Regions from separate parts of the Sus scrofa genome. Here region 1 is linked to region 2. Evidence: chromatin contacts called from public promoter capture Hi-C data. All regions are on one chromosome and are shown on one strand. The core of a region is the stretch at or near the end of the contact, and the rest is flanking DNA. Distances in the headings are between cores, read along the strand shown. Region 1 has its middle 500 kb from the start of SLC9A9. Region 2 holds the start of SLC9A9 (sodium/hydrogen exchanger 9).

Region 1 (3,117 bases), core at 607-3,106, 500 kb before region 2:
GGAGTCAGACTTGAGAATTTCAGTGACCATGTTTGATAATATAAATTAATCATCATCATTCACTCCTGCCCTTGGATTTGCTTGAATGTCAGCAGCTTAGTTTCAAACACTGATTTTCCTGAAAGACTTGAAAATAGAAAAATAAAATTTATAAGCAAAAGTCCATCTCATATTCACATGGAACAATTTCACATACAAACAATAAGGACAAGAAAAAAAATCATTTCAACATTTTGCCTTTCCACTACTGAAATATGATTAACTTAGCCTTTTGTTTTTTAAAATCATGATTTGGATCATAGTGCAAGTGGGTAGCAGAACTTCTTAACTCTAAAAAAGAAAATCAACAAAGAAGTCCAAAGTTTAGCTTCAAGCTGTAATCTTAACTAAAGCCATAGTTAGCACTGAATTTTTTTCAAATATATGAAGATTACATTATCTCCTTGACAAGGACAGTTATCCCAAAGCGTTGTCTGTAGGCTGTGTTTATCCTGGCTGTTAGATCATTATTATGCAGATGGTTCCTATGCTGCAGTTTCAAACCAATTCCTGTTATTCTGTACCTAAGAGTATCTGTCCCCTGGGCTCTCCAGAATTACTCAACCATTTCTCTATTCTCTATTCAGGTTAGTTTTCTTTTTATTTTTTGTCTTTTTAGGGTCACACCCCCTGCATATGGAAGTTCCCAGACTATGGGTCAAATCAGAGCTGTAGCCGCTGGCCTACACAGCCACAGCATCAGATCCAAACCACGTCTGAGACCTATACCACAGCTCACAGCAATGCCGGATGCTTCACCCACTGATTGAGGCTAGGAATCGAACCTGCATCCTAATCCATGCTAGTCAGATTTGTTTCCACTGAGCCATGATGGGAATTCCCAGCTTAGTTTTCTAGAAATGAAAACATTCTCTTGCTTTTCTTCTTCCTTAAGAGATAGTATTTTATCCTTCAATATTTTCCTTTTCAATTTTTTTTCCTCTTCTCTGAATATGATCTCTAGAGAAGTGAAGGCCAGAATGGGACTAATGTCCTAGTGAGGATGTGGTGAGTTGGAGGCCTATGAGAAGATGCTCAGAATCCTGCAGACCATGTGCCCCTCTGTCTCACAGCAGCAGGTGGCAGTCTGTTCTCAGGCTGGACAGTCACATGCTAGAAGTGGGAGTTCTGAAACTGGGCCTGCCAGGATCTCACTGTTTGTTTGTTTGTTTGTTTTATTTAATTTATTTCATTTTTTTGGCAAACTCAGAGCTCAGACTTTGGCCCTCTACTTAAAAAGACTGAAGCAATGAATTCATTTAAGTCTTAATTTAACATTTTTCATACAAAGAAATACACTCCCTGGCTCCCCTACCTTCTTGGAAAGGGAGAAGACAAAAGAAATTCTCAATGATATATACAAAAACAGGGAAAAAAACAAACAAAACAGTGCTACCTCCAAATTTACCTCATTTCTGGCTATGATATATTGGGTAAGATATACCCAACTAGTACTCTCTTCTTTGTTATTCCTGACACCCTCAGTGATAATTTTAAAACACTGCCAAAAAAGAAGTTACACAGGAATTTTCCATAAAGAGATTCTCTCTATAAAATATTTTGTCTGTTTCTATAGGAATTTTACACCTTCGACAAAAAAGGCATCAACATTTGCCTCCTTCAAACATGAGCACAAGCCCGAACTCCCCTGTCTTTTAGAAGTATTTTCTAATTTGTGTAATATTTCTCACTCTCCACATGTTCTTCCAGTTTGAAGGTTTCACCAGTAGAAACGTAACAATAACATCAAAAAGTGCACACGTGTGCAGCACGTCGATACATAGTCCCTGAGGATAGGTCATGTCCTGTGTGTGTCTGCAGCCATTGCTTCACTTGGACCAGGACAAAGGTTTCTGATGCTTCTGATAGTTCTGTCTTAGAACTGTAAAGCTAAAAATGAGCAAACACCACAAATTCGCCTTGCCTTTTAAGATTTTTTCTGGCACAGGATCAAAGAGAAGAAGAAGAAAAGCCCAAGATAAGGCTTAAAACTATGGAGGTTGCACAAAAGCAAGAGAATTGAAAAGTCTGTTTGTAGTTGAAATAACTCTGACAACAACTGCTGAAGCCATAGAAACAAGGCCTCGGGTCTAGTTTGAATTTGGGGAATGAAAGAGAAGAACAGATGTTTCAGGTACTGAAAATATATTTAGAATCCCAACTCTCCTCATCTTCCTGAGAACTGACCTTTAAAAAATACACATCGCTACACACTTTATTTGAATTGAGTAAACAAAGCTGCAGAAAGGGGAGTTAGTCCATGGAGTTTGTCTATTGGAATTACTTTTGCAGTAAAGAGAAAAGAGGCAAATTACTCAGGTTAATATATAAATCACATACCACTTAAAGGGAAGGGTGATTTTAGGCTCTGCTGAGACAAGAGTAAAAAGAAATGCCTTTTTTTTTTTTTTTTTTTTAAGAGAGGCTGCTTCATAAACAAAACATGAGCTTACCCAGCACTGCCCAGGCGCCAGACATCTGTCACTTTGCAGATGTCCCCTCAATAACTCACGCAAACAGCACTGCTCTTCTCCAGCCCCCAAGAGCAATGAGCCCTCACTGATGAAATCTGCTGCAGTGTCTGGGGAAAGAGTTTATTGCCCCAAAGTCAGAATAGTAATTACAATTTACCTGAGTGATTTTTTTTTTTCTAAATGGCTTTTTCTACATGCTTTGCAAGGTAGATCTATGAATTTGCAATATGAGTTTACACAAATGGTTGGATATTGGAGGCTTTGAAAGTAAATCATGAGAGCAGACTATTAGATTTGCCTGTGTACCTAGTACCTTTGTGATTTTGCGAAACCTTTCCGTTGTTACTGTTGTGGTTCTTGGCATCATACCTTTAATATCCAAGACAACAATTAGCTTACTTTTCAGAAGCTGGGCTAGTTAATCATCTACAAAGGAAACAATGCCCATATTATTGCACAGTCTTTGATGCGGTGGATTTGACTTAAGCAAACTTAAAGCAACATGTAGAAAAAGCAATCCAATTTGTAACATGTTTTCTTGGCTCATGTGTAGTTATGTCAGATATTTTCATCTCTTAAAAAAACGTGCTTCCAAAGGTTGATC
Region 2 (3,241 bases), core at 576-3,075:
TTAATGGGTTAAACTCATATATACTTTTCAGTTCTTTCTTTAGCATCTTGTTAAAGAGATTTTTAAATGTTTACTTTGGAAGCATGTTTACTACATTGGAACTTTTGTTTGAATTCAGTTTAGAAGACTTTTTCTCCCAAGTAGTTAATTTTGGTGCAACAACTGTCCAAAAATTCAACAGGTAGCTCCCTCTCCTGGAAAAAAAAAAAATGTGAGTTCCTGTTTAAGTTGTAAAACACACATTTTTACACCCTTAAAAAAAAATACACAAGCATCAAAATATACAGAGAGAGCCAAATTTAAGTGATTTTTCTACCCTTATCAATTAATATCCCAATACTATCATAATCAGCTATTAAGTTTCACAGAAACCTGTTTACTTAAATTGTGTACATTTGCCTAGTTAACAAAAAGTAATGAACAATCATGATTTGACTTAATGTATAAAAATCTTTACACTTGATCATTGAATTTTGAGATTCCTTTCACTTTAGTGGTTTCATACTGTCATCAAACCTTAATTATATGTTCATACTTAACTCACTAGTTTTTACCAAAGATAATGTGGTTCTATAAAGAAAGTAGCAGCTCTATGAAGATCTTCTACTTAAAAAAGTCTTCTTATTCTACTTGCTTGTTTGTCAGTTAAAAAAATAATAATAATAAACATACCAAAGACTGATTGGTACTAAACATCTTAAATTTATATTTTACACAGCATGTAAACAGCTATAGAACTGAGTTGACTAAATTAAAAATTCAATTTATAAATATCACAGTCAACAATGTTGATACATATATTTCTTCACATACCAAAAACAAACTCATACTCTATAATCCACCTAGCCACCAGTGCAGAGCGACTACGTCAGTAAATTTCAATTACCAAAATACTACTGATCTTTTTTTTTACTATTTTCTTTTTTCTCAATGAATTTATTTTATTTATAGCTGTACAATGATCATCACAATCCAATTTTACCAGATTTCCATCCCACAACCCAGCACATCCCCCCACCTCCCACTACTGATCTTTTTTAAAGTTGCTTATCACTAAAGATGAAAACAGAGAAAGAAAAAGTTTAAGGGAAGAGTTAATAAGAAAAGATACAAGCTCACTTTACTACCTCAACTGTAAAGTAAACTGAAGATGCTAATACTTCAAATTTCAAAAACACATAAGCTTCCCAAATAAAGCAGATTTACCTTCATACAAATCAAATACCTTAATTCCTTATAAGTTCCTTAAAGTGCCATATGTTTATAGAACTGGATATATAAAACTCTCTAAAGATATTGGTTCTAATATTAGCTGAATTACCTGATAATGTGTCAATATGCAGCCACTATTATAGGTGCAGAAAATGTGTATCACTAAGATAGCTCCTCACTAAATTCTTAGGTCCCAGAGAATTTGACACACTCTATATAACAAACCAAACTGCTAGAGCTTTCTCCAGGGACCAACCTTGCTAACACAAACATCTTTCTCAAAGAGAAAAGGCAACTTAAATAAAAAAAGAAAAAGAAAAAGAAAGTGTCAAATCAAATGTATATATCATAAATATGGACCTAAGCTTTAGAGGCTGACTAGTTTTGAAAGGAAGAAATAAAGTAATTACTCTGAGGGAAGTTAAACCAGTTTTGCATACACCGTTAAAGAGAGCAGCATTTTATACACAATCTGTACATCCTAAGACGCTTTAAAATTTATCAGGACCCACATTACAGTTTTCTTCAAAGCAAAATATTTGCGTTAAAATTATGTGACTGAACTAATCACACTATGCTCATTTCTCTTAGCTAAGTTGGGCAGCAGAGAACTTGAGAAAAGCAAACAGTATCATTGAATTCTGCACATTCCTATTCACACACTTCAGATTTTAAAAAATACAAATCTCCCAGTGACATTCTTAGCAGCGCAAAGAGGCTGTGAAGTACACCAAATTACTTGTGATTAATTTTAAGTCATTCTTTCCCCTTTGTATTGGCAATACAGCACAACTGGTATGGAAAAGAAGGAAGGTTATTTTCCCTGGGAATATCATAAGAGATCACAGCACCAAAGTTGCAACCACTATCCAAGGACACTGCATTAAAGACGAGTGGGAATGTGTATAAACTCCGTAACTTTTCCCAAGGTAAGCAGGGTTTTTTTGGGGGGCGGGGTGTTTTCCTCTTAGCTGTCACCACCAGTAAAAAGATTCCAACCTACTCCCCGAAAAAGCTCCTTTGTCTTCAAAATAAAGTCACGAGAGAGCCACTAAGTCAAACAGGAGAAAGGTGACTCTAGTCTCTCCATTTCCAGCCCTGGCCTAACATTTCGTCTCCTCCTGCAGTCAAATTACCAGATGAACAGAGCAGGTCACAGGATCAGGATGAAAATGCCCGATTTGGCCTTAAACCCTCGCAGCCCCAAGTCCAACGACGCCTTACTTTTTTTTCTCTTTCTAATCTAACACCTAAAGCAGGCCTCAGGGATTAGCCCCATCCGGACCACAGTTTCCATACTCTAACCTCATCCTCCCGAGTTTGTCCCCAAATCTGCCACCCCAAATGATTCGCCAGGTGAATGAGCTAAGGGATAAAACAAAGAGACTTTGGGGCCGAAGTTAAGCCAGTCACGAGGGGTACTAAAGGGGAAAGCAAAGCGGTATAGAAACACTTAAGAACTAAGGTCTTCCTAAACAGACTGCGCCGAGGAAGTGCAAGCCCGGCGAGCAAAGCAGAAAGGCAAGGAGGAGAGCCGAAGGAAACTCGCCGGAGAGACATTTTGGGAGCGTACCAGACCAAACGCGCTCCCTCTGGCGTTGAAAGATCCGCAATCAGAACCGAGATGCGCCCGCGTCTAGGTGACAAGAGCAAGCCTCGCCACCAGCTGGGTCGCCCTCCACGATCCCGCACCGCGCCCGGGGGTCCCCAGCGCCGTTCCTTTCCCAAGCCCGCCGCCTGGCCCCCCGGGGGCCAGGTCCTGACAGGAGGACCGGTGCGGGCGGGGCCGCTGCTCCCGACTCCCGTAACCTGGGTGGCCCTCCGGGCAGGATGCCCCCCTCCGGGGTTTCGTGCCTACCTGTAGCACCAGCGGCTCGGGGTTGAAGGCCAGGGTCAACAGCAGCTGCATACGCTCCGAGTCCTTGAGGTTGCGAAGCAGGAAACTGCCCGAGTCCTTGGTCTCGGCGTATCGGCGCACCAGGCGGTCGAGCAGACGCTGCGAGGGGCAGTGCACCAGGTCGGACCAGCC

Evidence for each region. Promoter capture Hi-C pulls out the DNA fragments that hold promoters and counts their contacts.
Region 1: a promoter capture Hi-C map of fetal liver shows a contact between it and region 2, with 5 times the contacts expected there. The contact joins the enhancer-like site here to the promoter of SLC9A9 in region 2. A contact is called at or near these places in 2 of 5 promoter capture datasets (fetal liver and liver), 11 of 47 Hi-C or Micro-C datasets (brain, embryonic fibroblasts, fetal heart ventricle and 5 more) and 2 of 2 datasets of contacts at active chromatin or transcription factors (alveolar macrophages and skeletal muscle).

Annotation. Positions count from the first base shown.
Region 1 is chr13:85,136,255-85,139,371 of Sscrofa11.1, reverse strand. No RefSeq gene overlaps it. Among named protein-coding and RNA genes, the nearest start is that of SLC9A9, 500 kb to the right of the region's middle. Within about 2 kb of position 1,856, at least 2 of the 83 cell types and tissues checked have an H3K27ac peak or open chromatin away from gene starts, as enhancers often do. A contact at or near this core is called in fetal liver, where this site is marked.
Region 2 is chr13:84,635,462-84,638,702 of Sscrofa11.1, reverse strand. It overlaps SLC9A9 (sodium/hydrogen exchanger 9), which reads left to right and starts at 1,825. Exons shown (of 19, transcript XM_021071131.1): 1 at 1,825-2,141. C13H3orf58 (deleted in autism protein 1) reads right to left here. Exons shown (of 3, transcript XM_013982111.2): 1 at 3,071-3,241.